2 separate regions of the Sus scrofa genome follow, and region 2 is linked to region 1. Evidence: chromatin contacts called from public HiChIP or PLAC-seq data. All regions are on one chromosome and are shown on one strand. Each heading gives the region's core, a stretch centred on a gene start, on an enhancer-like site or on the middle of the called end of the contact. The rest is flanking DNA. Distances are from core to core; before and after follow the strand shown. Region 1 overlaps CHMP4B (charged multivesicular body protein 4b). Region 2 has its middle 6.4 kb from the start of ASIP.

Evidence for each region. HiChIP or PLAC-seq counts read pairs in DNA pulled down with a chosen protein or histone mark.
Region 2: an H3K27ac HiChIP or PLAC-seq map of alveolar macrophages shows a contact between it and region 1, with 5 times the contacts expected there. The contact joins two enhancer-like sites. A contact is called at or near these places in 1 of 5 promoter capture datasets (fetal liver) and 1 of 2 datasets of contacts at active chromatin or transcription factors (alveolar macrophages).

What each region holds. Positions count from the first base shown.
Region 1 is chr17:37,291,064-37,296,429 of Sscrofa11.1, forward strand. The region is part of intron 1 of CHMP4B (charged multivesicular body protein 4b); the gene reads left to right. Among named protein-coding and RNA genes, the nearest start is that of CHMP4B, 8.3 kb to the left of the region's middle. Within about 2 kb of position 3,223, at least 11 of the 83 cell types and tissues checked have an H3K27ac peak or open chromatin away from gene starts, as enhancers often do. A contact at or near this core is called in alveolar macrophages, where this site is marked.
Region 2 is chr17:37,625,426-37,631,171 of Sscrofa11.1, forward strand. It overlaps a transcript of ASIP not described here. Among named protein-coding and RNA genes, the nearest start is that of ASIP, 6.4 kb to the right of the region's middle. Within about 2 kb of position 4,311, at least 1 of the 83 cell types and tissues checked has an H3K27ac peak or open chromatin away from gene starts, as enhancers often do. A contact at or near this core is called in alveolar macrophages, where this site is marked.

The DNA of each region.
Region 1 (5,366 bases), core at 1,973-4,472:
TGTCAAAGATTCTTTTCTTCTTAACACCTTGTAATTAGTTATGAAATATCTACTCTAGGTGGTTCACATTTCCCTCTTTTCCTGTTTTAATAAAGATGAAACCACGTTGTAGAAAGGGTCATATTTTAGTTTAACAAAAGAATTATATGAGACTGGGAAATGGAGATTGGGTAGCCCACCCTACACTGGTCTATTTTTGTTGGATTTATGGATGCAAATCAGTTCATTTACAGGTTAATTTAGGTTCAGTTGAAAGTGTCTGATGGATGCAGAGAGGCCAGACACTCATGGGAAATAGATCTTCATTAACTCCTGCTCTTTGCTGGAGCCAGGGTGGCTCTCCCATGTTTAATAAAGTTGTTCTAGGGAGTTCCCGTCGTGGCGCAGTGGTTAACGAATTCGACTAGGAACCATGAGGTTGCGGGTTCGATCCCTGCCCTTGCTCAGTGGGTTAATGATCCGGCGTTGCCGTGAGCTGTGGTGTAGGTTGCAGACACGGCTCGGATCCTGCGTTGCTGTGGCTCTGGTGTAGGCCGGTGGCTACAGCTCCGATTCAACCCCTAGCCTGGGAACCTCCATATGCCGCAGGAGCGGCCCAAGAAATAGCAACAATAACAACAACAGCAACAACAACAAAAGACAAAAGACAAAAAAAAAAAAAAAAAGTTGTTCTAAAATGTTAGCATCTGGAAAGACATCTTAATAAGATAAATTTATAGTGAGTGTGGTTTTTGGTTCTCTGCTATCAGGGTGTCAGGTTGAAAAGCCCAGTATCTCAGTGGTGCATGTGCCGGCCAGATCTCCTGTCCCAGAGGCCCAGAGATGGAAAAACTGAAACCCACCCAGGGAACTGAGCAATGGGAATTTCCCTTGATGATGCTTCAGTTTCTTGTTTACAGGAATGGTTGGCCAGATTGGCACTGGTTTGCTTCTTAAGACAGATGGAGTGTCAGAGAGGCCTTATGTGTTGGCTGTCCAAATATGGCGGCGCTTTTGATTCAAATTACGAAATCTTTTTTTGCCCCATTTGGCAGGAGGATTAAATATTTTTAAGTGCCTACTAGTAGGTTTCTAATGTGATTTGAAATTCACGATTGATTTTGTTTGGAAGTTGAGCTAAATGTGAGGACCTTTGAGCTAGACTGTTTTGCTTTTAGGGAAGTTCTGAGTTGTCCTGAGTTGGGTTTATGTGCACAGAGCTAGTTTCTGGAGAACAGCCTGTGAAGATGTGTGTGAGTTCTCCACCTCTGGGGCAGAAAACCAGGACCTGATTTGCTTGCAGTGGTCCAGAGCCCTGAGATGGAGCCGGGCCTACTGGGAGGAAGAGATGGGGTTGAGTTCTTGGAGCCTTGAGGGATTCCTTGGGGCAGAAAAGCTTTGTGAAAAATCGGTCCTCTTGCCCCGAATTGTCTTGTGTTCTCCCACTGTCTTTAAACAAGAGAGAGAGGATATCCCAAAACAGCAACAACTTTACATTGGTCATTTCGAGTCTGGATAGTAGTAATTAGAAGGAAAATTTGAGCACTGCAACAGGAAACCACAACAGACCTAGCTGGATATAGTACTGGCCTGTTTTTAAGGTGTTTGGCTCAAGTCAGCAGACGTGTGAGTTCCTCCTAGGAGGAAAGCAGCATGATGGTGGAGGTAGAAGTTTCCCATTTTGAGGTGCCAGCTTCACCACTCACCAGCAATACCTCAGCAGTTATCCTCTCGGAGTCTGGATAACTTTATTCCCATCTGTAAGCAGGGAGTAATAGCATTACTTCTTAGGGTTCTTGTGAGGATATGAAATAAGTTGATATGTGCAAAGTGCCTGGCAGAGAGCCTGGCAGAGAGGAGGCATGTAAATGTCTCCTTGGTTTCCCAGGTGTATATAGTCTTAGGCGAAAGAAAGGGTATAGAGATGGACAGAACACTACAAGGCCTCACAGTTCAGTGAAGACGATACACACGCGTACAAGTAACTGATAAAAGGCAAACCATGTACAAATGAAGTGTTAGATTGAAATATAGTTGGAAGAGATTAATTCATCTCTGAGGGGTGGCAGGTTCATCTCACCCAGTCAGCCATCCAGTGCCCAGATTCCCTTTGCAGTATTTCCTGCCAGTGATTAACCTCTGATTGACCCTCTGCTGATAGGATTTGTATTAGGTGCTCTATCCTCTCACATTACAGCATAGTCTGTCTTTGGACAGCTCTGACTATACAATCACCTTTCTTATTTGGAACTATAGTGCCAACCTCTGGTGCAGGTTGGGGTGGCTGCTCTATGGGGAAGGAAGCAGCTCCGGCTGGTGGAAAGAACGTGGGATCTGGAGTTAGGAGGCTTAGAAGCAAATCCCAGCTCTGACACCAGACAATGGTGAACTGTTTTCTTCCATTGGAAATGAGGTTGCTAATTCTGCCTTGGGGCTGCAGAGAACAGGTCCAGTCTACCTTTGAGAAGAGAGATAGGAAAAATGAGGCTTACGTCTTAACCTGCGCTTCTCTAGGACGGATCTCTGTCCTCGACTGTTCCTTGCTTGGTGTTCCTGCTTTTTCCTTGTTACCCTCCTCTGCATGTGTTCATCAGTGTTGCTCTCAAGGTGTGGAGTGGGCAGAGCTGACCACTCGGAATGTGCCAGCTGAAGTCTGAGCAGCACAGCCCAGAATACGCAGGACTAGCTCGTCCTTCCTCTCCCTCCCTCCCTCTCCTTCCTTATCCCTGAGATTGTTTGTTTGTTTGTTTGGAACCATTACACTTTCCCATACCCTTTCATTAGTAAAGGAACAAGCATCTAGGAACCCCTGAAGTTTGGCCCTTCTTAAGGAGTCTTAGCTGAAGGATTGAATGATTTAAGTTCTTAACCAGAGCATCTGGCTGGCTTGGTCTCCCGTGGCTTCTATTTCTAGCTCTCCCTCCTCCCTCTTCCTTGTGTGACAAAGCTGGAGGGAGGGTTTATTTGAGGGATGTTGGAAAGCTATACATCTTTATGGTCCTGAATGTTTAGCTCAAAAGGTTAGTGGTATGGAAAAAGTCTCTGGGTTTGGGATCAGAAGACCTGAGTTCAAATTCCACCTCTACTTGCGAGTGAAAGTCTCCTCCTGTCCCTGAACATTAGCTTCTTTAACTGCAAAAACGGGATACAGTATTTACTATACAAGTTTTCTGCTCTTACAGAGAGTGAACAGGTGGTTGTCAGAGGGGAGGGATGTGGGAGCACGAGTAGACTGGGTGGGGGAGCTTAAGAAGTACAGACTTTTATTTATAGAAATAAATGAGTCAGGCCGAGGAGATGTAAGCATGGGAAATACCGTCTGTAATGTTGTAATAACTTTGTATAGTGACAGATGATAACTAGACTTATCATGGGGATCATTTTGTCATTATAGAAATACTGAATCACTATGTACACCTGGAACTAACATAGTATTGTGGGTCAGTTATACTTCAATTAAAAAAAAAACGACAACACGGCCTTGTAAATCAACTATACTTCAGTTTCAAAAAAGGTTAAAAAAAAAAAAATGAAAAACAGCAACAAAAACTTTGCTACTCAAAGTGTGGTCTGTGGGAACATTTTGCAATTGTTAGAATTGCAGACTCTCAGGCTCCACCCAGACTGACTGAAGCAGAACCTGTGTGAGAGCTCCAGGTGGTTTGTATGCACATTGAGTTTGCCAGTCGGCTCTCAGTAGTTGCTGTAGGGATTACATGAGAATTTGGGGCATTTTTCGTATGTCCATGCCAGTATTCTTTCTTTCCTGGACACTCAGGGATGTTACCTGTCTGACTAATGGGCTCACTCATTTTGCGGCTCAAAGATTGAACTCTTATCCAGCTTGACATATTCCTAAATACCTTGAGTAATCTGCTGAGGCCACAGAATGGTTGTAAGGTTTAGTAGCATGTGCCTGCCTTCCCTTGAAAAAGCTCTTGAAGCACATGTCCTGCCGATGGGGTAGCAGCCTTCTTCATGGAAGAAGCCAGCCATCTGGATAACTGACAAGCATTCAGTCAAGCTCTTGGTTGTGAGGACCCCACTGGTTGTCCAGCACCAGCAACCCTGGTCACAAGTTAGGGGTAGTTCCCATCCTCAGGGAGCACCACTGCCTGGTGCGGGGACAGGTTGGTGAAGAAAGAGCTTCCCAGGTGAAGAGGAGTTAGCGCTACCTGGAGTAGGCTAGGAAGTGAGGTCCCCCCACCCCCACTTTTGGTCACCCGGCGGCATATGGAGTTCCTGGGCCAGGGATCAGATCCAAGCCATAGTGGAGACATAAGCTGCAGCTGCAGGAACACTGGATCCTTAACCCACTCTGCTGGGCCAGGGATCAAACCTGCATCTCAGTGTTCCCAAGACGCCGTCAATCCCGTTGCACCACAGTGGGAACTCCGGAAATGAGTTTTTTTAAGTCATATCTTTTTTCTACCAGGAATTATTTTTCAGTGCATTCTGACTTCGTGGTTGTCTCCTATTCTGTTTACATAGCATCGACACTATTCTGATCCCCCAGTTTTCTGCATCAGGAGGAACAGATGTTCTCTGAGTGCCTGTTCTGTGTGAGGAGCCATCTGAGGGGCCATGTGGGTTTCCAGGCAGTGAAAAAGACAGCCTGGCCCTGTGGATCCTGCAGTTGGACAGATCGGTGGCTTTCTCAGAGAAAAAAGTTGTCACAACTATACAGCCTATAAATTTCCTGAGTAGAGTCTTGGAACCATCCTAGGTAAAGTGTTTCTTTCAGAAGCTTATGGATAAAATAAAGCTAGAAAATGCAGGGAATTTCTCAGCTAGAGGAGAAGGAGTGAGGTGGGATGATGAAACTAGAAATTCCATCATCAAACTTGACCTGTTTGATTCTATAAAATGATAGTTTTCTGGATTTTAAGGGGATGGTGAATTTTTGAACAGGGATTCCTAGTTGGGTTAAAACCCAGTAAAGAGCTTTGTCAGCTCTTTTTCACCCTTAAAACAAAAACAAAGCCCAACCTCCCCCAAAACAAACAAAAAGACCCAGGGTCAAGCTGCTTGGCCTGGTTTTCTCCCATTCAACGATCAGGGCAGTTGAGTTTGCTCAGAGCCCAGAGGCTCCGTGAGTCCCCAGACAGTTCAGACATTCATCAGTCAGGGTTTCCTGCTTCAGTGTGAGGCCCTGCCCTATGATCCTGCTCTCTGGAAGCCCAGTTTCTGGTGGGGGGGGATGAACCTTGGACAGCAGTCATTAAAGTCCAAAATTGGCCATAAGGGCCACTCACAAGAATACCCCAAATGTAGCTCAGTGGAGATTTGAATTTGGGAGATTTGCCCTAGTTCAGGGTAGGGGATGACAGTGTGAACTTTTACATCAGTCCTTAAAGGAGTAGGCAGCTATGGGGTGGGGTGTGGGT
Region 2 (5,746 bases), core at 3,061-5,560, 340 kb after region 1:
ATTAATACAAATGGGCAAAATATAACCAATATCAGATTGGATGAAAAAGTAAAACCAAACTATATATTGTTTATAATAGATACACATATATAAGAATACAGAGTGAAAAATAGGTGCTTGCTTCAACAGCACATATACTAAAAAATTGGCACGATACAGAGAAGATTAGCATGGCCCCTGTGCAAGGATGACACGCAATTCATGGAGTGTTCCAGATTTTTTTATGATGCAACATGATAGAGGATAATGTGAGAAAAAGAATATATGTATGTGTGTGACTGGGTCACTTTGCTGTACAATAGAAATTGACAGAACACTGTAAACCAGCTATAATGGAAAAAATAAAAATCATTTTTAAAAAGAAAAATAGGCACAATACTATTAGTAATCATAAAAAAGCTAAAGTGGCTATATTAATATCTAATAAAGTAGATTTTAGGATAAATAAAGAGGAACTTTTCTTCTTTTATAAGTATAGTTGATTTACAATGTTGTGTCAATTTCTATAGCAAAGTGACATATATAAATATATACACATACCCAATTGCTTTCTTATCTTATATCATGGTCTGTCCCAAGAGATTATAGTTTCCTGTGCTATACAGTTGAACCTCATTGCTTATCCATTCTAAATGTAGTAGCTTGCATCTATTAACCCAAAACTGCCAGTCTATCCCCCTTCCTCCTCCTGCCCTCTTGGCAACCACAAGTCTGTTCTCTATGTCTATGAGTCTGTTTGTGTTTTGTTTGTGCCATATTTTAGATTCTACATGTAAGTGATATCATATGGTATTTGTCTTTCTCTTTATGACTTACTTCACTTAGTATGATAATCTCTAGTTGTACCCATGTTGCTGCAAATGGAATTATTTCATTCTTTTTAATGTCTGAGTAGTATTCCACTGTATATGTGTACCACATCTTCTTAATCCATTCATCTGTCAATGGACATTTAGGTTGCTTCCATGTCTTGGCTATTGTGAATAGTGCTGCAGTAAACATACGGGTGCATATATATATTTTTTTTTTCCTTTTTAGGTCCACACCTGGAAGTGCAGAAGTTCCCAGGCTAGGGGTCAAATCAGAGCTGCAGCTGCCAGCCTATGACACAGCCACAGCAATGCCAGATCCAAGTCATGTCTGTGACCTACACCACAGCTTGTGGCAATGTGGGATCCTTTAACTCACTGAGTAAGGCTAGGGATCGAATCCACATACTCATGGATACTAGTTGAGTTCTAAACTTGCTGAGCCACAACAGGAACTCCATGCATGTATCTTTTTGAATTATAGTTTTGTTTAGATATATGCCCAGGAGTGGGTCTGCTGGATCATATACTAGTTCTATATTTAGTTTTCTGAGGAACCTCTGTACTGTTTCCATAATGAGGAAGCTTTCTTAATGATAAAATGTCTTTCGTTAAAAAGATACAGTTCTAAATGTGAATTCATATAATAACAAAGTTTCCAAGTATATAAAGTAAGGAGTACTCTTGTGGTGCAGTGGATTAAGGAGCCAGTGTTGTCATTGCAGTGGTTATGGTTGCTACCCTGGCATGTGTTTAATCCCTGGCCAGGGAAATTTCACATGCTATGGGTGTGGCAAAAAAAAAATCCATAAAGTAAAACCTGGTGGATGGAAGGAAAAACAAACAATACACAATTATAGTTGGAGTTCTCAACACCCTTCTCTTGGTAATTGATAGAACAGGTAGCCATAAAATAAGTAAAGAATCCATGAATAATACAATGTAAACCAACTGGACCCAATTGCCATTTATTGAAGTCTCCTCCCCGAACTAAAGACTATACATTCTTTTCAAGCACATCTGGAATAAACATTACTATAGACCATATGCTAAACCATGCAATAAGTATTAATACAGTTTAAAAGTTTGAACTAATACAGAATATACTGTCTTACCTATTACTTAGCCACAACAGAATTATATTAAAAATAATAATGCAAAGTTATCTGGAAAATAGTTATCAAATATTTTAATATTAAGCAAACATGTTCTTTACCAATTCATGGATCAAAGAGAAAAGTCAAAAGAAATCAGAAAATATTTTAAAGGGAATGATAATTAAAACCACATATCAAAAGTTGGGGGATGCAATTATGTAGTCATTATAAGTTTATACCTCTAAGTTCTTGTATTAAAAAAGAAGAAAGATGTAAGATCAAATGCTCTAAATTTCCACATTAAGAAGCAAGGAAAAAGAGAGCAAATAAATGCAGAGTAAGCAAAAGGCAGGTCATTATGAATGTAAGAATGGAAATCGGTGAAATAGAAGATAGTCAAAAACTTGGGAAAATTAGTGAAATTAAAAGTATGTTCTGGAGCCATCGTGGCTCAGCGGTTAACAAACCTGACTAGCATCCATGAGGATGTGGATTTGATCCCTGGCCTTGTTCAGTGCGTTAAGGATCTGGTGTGGCTGTAGCTGTGGTGTAGGCTGGTGGCTACAGCTTGGATTGGACCCCAAGCCTGGGAACCTCCATATGCTATGGGTGCGGCCCTAAAAAGGCAAAAAAAAATTTTAAAGTATGTTCTATGAAAAAGTTAACAAAATTGATAATCTCTACAAAACCGATTAGGAAAAAAAAGAGACAGGAGTTCCCACAGCTGCTTAAGAATCCAGCGTTGTCTCTGAGATGGTACAGGTTCAATCCCTGGCCCTGCACAGTGGGTTAAGGATCCAACGTTGCCACAGCTCAGGCTACCATGTGGGACACAGCTCAGGTTTGATTCCTGGCTCAGGAAATTCTATATGCCCCAAGTGCAGCTGAAAAAAAAAGAAAAAAAGAGGAAACGATAGATTACTTTCTCTGATCTCCTTGTCTCCAGATGTGTCACATCAATCTACCTTCTACAGCTCTGTTAGTGCAATTCTCCTGCGGCAAATGGAGGTTCCCTGGCTAGGGGTTGAATTGGAGCTATAACTACCTGCTGGCCTACACCACAGCAACAGCAACACCAGATCCGAGCCGCATCTGTGACCTACACCGCAACTCACGGCAACACCAGATCCTTAACCCACTGAGTGAGGCCAGGGATCAAACCCACATCCTCTTGGATACTAATCAGGCTCGTTACTGCTGAGCCACAGTGGGAATTTCCAATACAATATTTGTGAATTAAACCTGATTATATGTCTCTCCTGCTTAGAACCTTTCAGCAACACCGCAAGGTATGGTGTAGGCTCCTTAATCTGCTCTGTAAAAAGCCCTCCCTGTCTGTTTTCTCCTTATCCTTTGTGCCCTTCCTGCCCTCATCCTTGTTTCCCTCCACATATTTGCTACCACTGGCCTTTCTGTCTGAAATGTGGTCTCCTTCTGCTGTCTTTCTCCGACTCCCCTGCCCCCGCCACCCCCTCATAACTAAGTCCTATTCATCATTTAAGGTTAAGCTCAAGTGTCACTTCTTCAGAGAAGCCTTCCCTGACTAGCCCCATTCCCAGGGCCCATCAGGTGCTGGCTTATCTTATGTATGCCTTTGTCAATGCACAAGCCTCATTTATTATTTTTATAATTACATTATATGTATCTCTTCTTCTGGACTGTAAACTGTAGGCAAGAACAATGAAGAAGAGAAATCCATGCACAAGTCTGCACTGCCCCCAGGTGGCCACATCAGAGCTCTGGTGTGGGAAGCAGAATACCCAAGTTAGGTATGTCTCAGCTGGACACCCAGCAGTGGGGAGACCAGGGGAGAAGCCAAGACATGCAATCATCAAATTGGGTACTGGAATATTTAAGGAATGCCTTTCTTCAATATCACTGTGTGATTTTTGGCATAAACTTAAGACATATTCAGAGAAGTCAGTTCAGTTCACCACCTAAAATGTTTGAGGACTTAGGGCTACAGAATCCTAAGAAAGCTAAAATAATTTTTCAGTTTTTACCATAAGATTTTTTTTTAGAGCTAAGACTAATTTTCTCATATTCAATCACTCAATTATTGGGGCCTTAGTTTATGCCATGCACTATACTAGAAATGGTGGCTATAAAGACATCGTCCCTGCCTACAAAGATTTTACAGTCCAGAAGAAGAGATAAATATAATGTAATTATAAAAATAATAAATAGCAATAATAAAGAGGCTTGTGTGTTGACAAAGGCATACATATGATAAGCCAGCACCTGACGGACCTTAGGAATGGGGCTAGTCAGGTAGGCTCCTCTGAAGATGCGACACTTGAGATTAACCTTAAATGATGAATAAGGTTACTTCCTCTCCCCTCCTCTTCATTCATTCTCCCCATGCTATGACTTCACTCATTTTGTATCCGCAGCTCTTAGCATAATGCTTGGCACATAGGAAATACTTAACAAACATTTGTTGAATATGATGAAAGCTGCAAGGCATTGAGCAAAATATGGTTCTTTTATTTTCACTTTCTATTTCCATTTCTCAGGAGATTTTGGTTACTGGTGCCAATTTCCTCTTCTAATCATTTCTGTTCTTTCTGGGCCATATGCATCCCATTCCAATTTTACCTAGCTTTCTTTGGCTAGCTCTCACAACCCACTCCATTCATTTATTTCATCATTCAGCACATGTTTATTAAACATCTGCTGTTCTGCAGGCACTACTCAGGCATTGAGGATACAGCAGTGGAAAATATAGATGGGATATTTTCATGGAGCTTACATTATGGCTGAATAACTAAACTAAAAACAAGTAAACAAACAAGATAATTTCAAATAATGATGAGTTCTAGAGAGGAAATAAAGTGATGTGCTAGGGAGTGAAGAGAGGTTAGTCAGGTGAGCCCTCTTTGAGGAGGAGACATTGAAATCTGGAAGACAAGGAGGAGAAATCGATTTGAGGATCTGCAGGGGGAAAAGGCAAGTACGCAGGCCTAGATAAGATCAAATGACTGAAAATTATCAAGCATTATATCCTTAGCCCATCAATATCCCTTCATCTCTTTCACTAGAGAAGCTTTAATCCCTTCTGAGAAGTGATTGACTTCCCTTAACTTCCACCATCTCTACCACTCAAATCATAAAATTTTCTTCAGTGGATCTCATTGAAGCTCATCTGAAGTTCATCTGATGGAAATACCAATCTATGGGATTAGAGGCTTTATGTGGTCCCTTTTGTGGGAATCTATTTTAAGGGGCTTCCTCCCCTATCATTTCCAGAAGGACTAGATGCTGCCCTCCCAAGTCTAGGAAAGGTTCATCTCACAGGAACATCTCTCAGATGGAAATCCAGGGGTAGCATGAAGGGGAAAAACACAATTCTCTGGACAGACAACCATGAGTGCGAGAGCTTAGAGTCCACTTCAGTGAATCCCAGGACTGTCTCCTCACCCCATGGCCTTTTTTTTTTTTTTTTTTAGGGCCATACCCAAGGCACATGGAATTTCCCAGTCTAGGGGTTGAATCAGAGCTACAGCTGCCAGCCTATGCCACAGCCACAGCCACGAGGGATCCAAGCCCCTGAGACCTACATTACAGGTCACGACAATGCCAGATCCTTAACCCACTGGGCAAGGCCAGGGATTGAACCCTTGTCCTCATGGATACTAGTCGGGTTTGTTTCTGCTGTGCCACAGTGGGAACTCCCCTATGGCCATTCTTGTTACCATTTCTCCACACTGTGTGTTGCCCTCCACTGGGCTGTCATGCCCAGCTGGTGAGGGAATCCAAAAGAGTTGGCCTCCTCTCTTAGATGCCTGAGCAGTGGTTTAAAGGGGCCGAGGGCTTCCTGCAGCCGGAGACATGAAATGC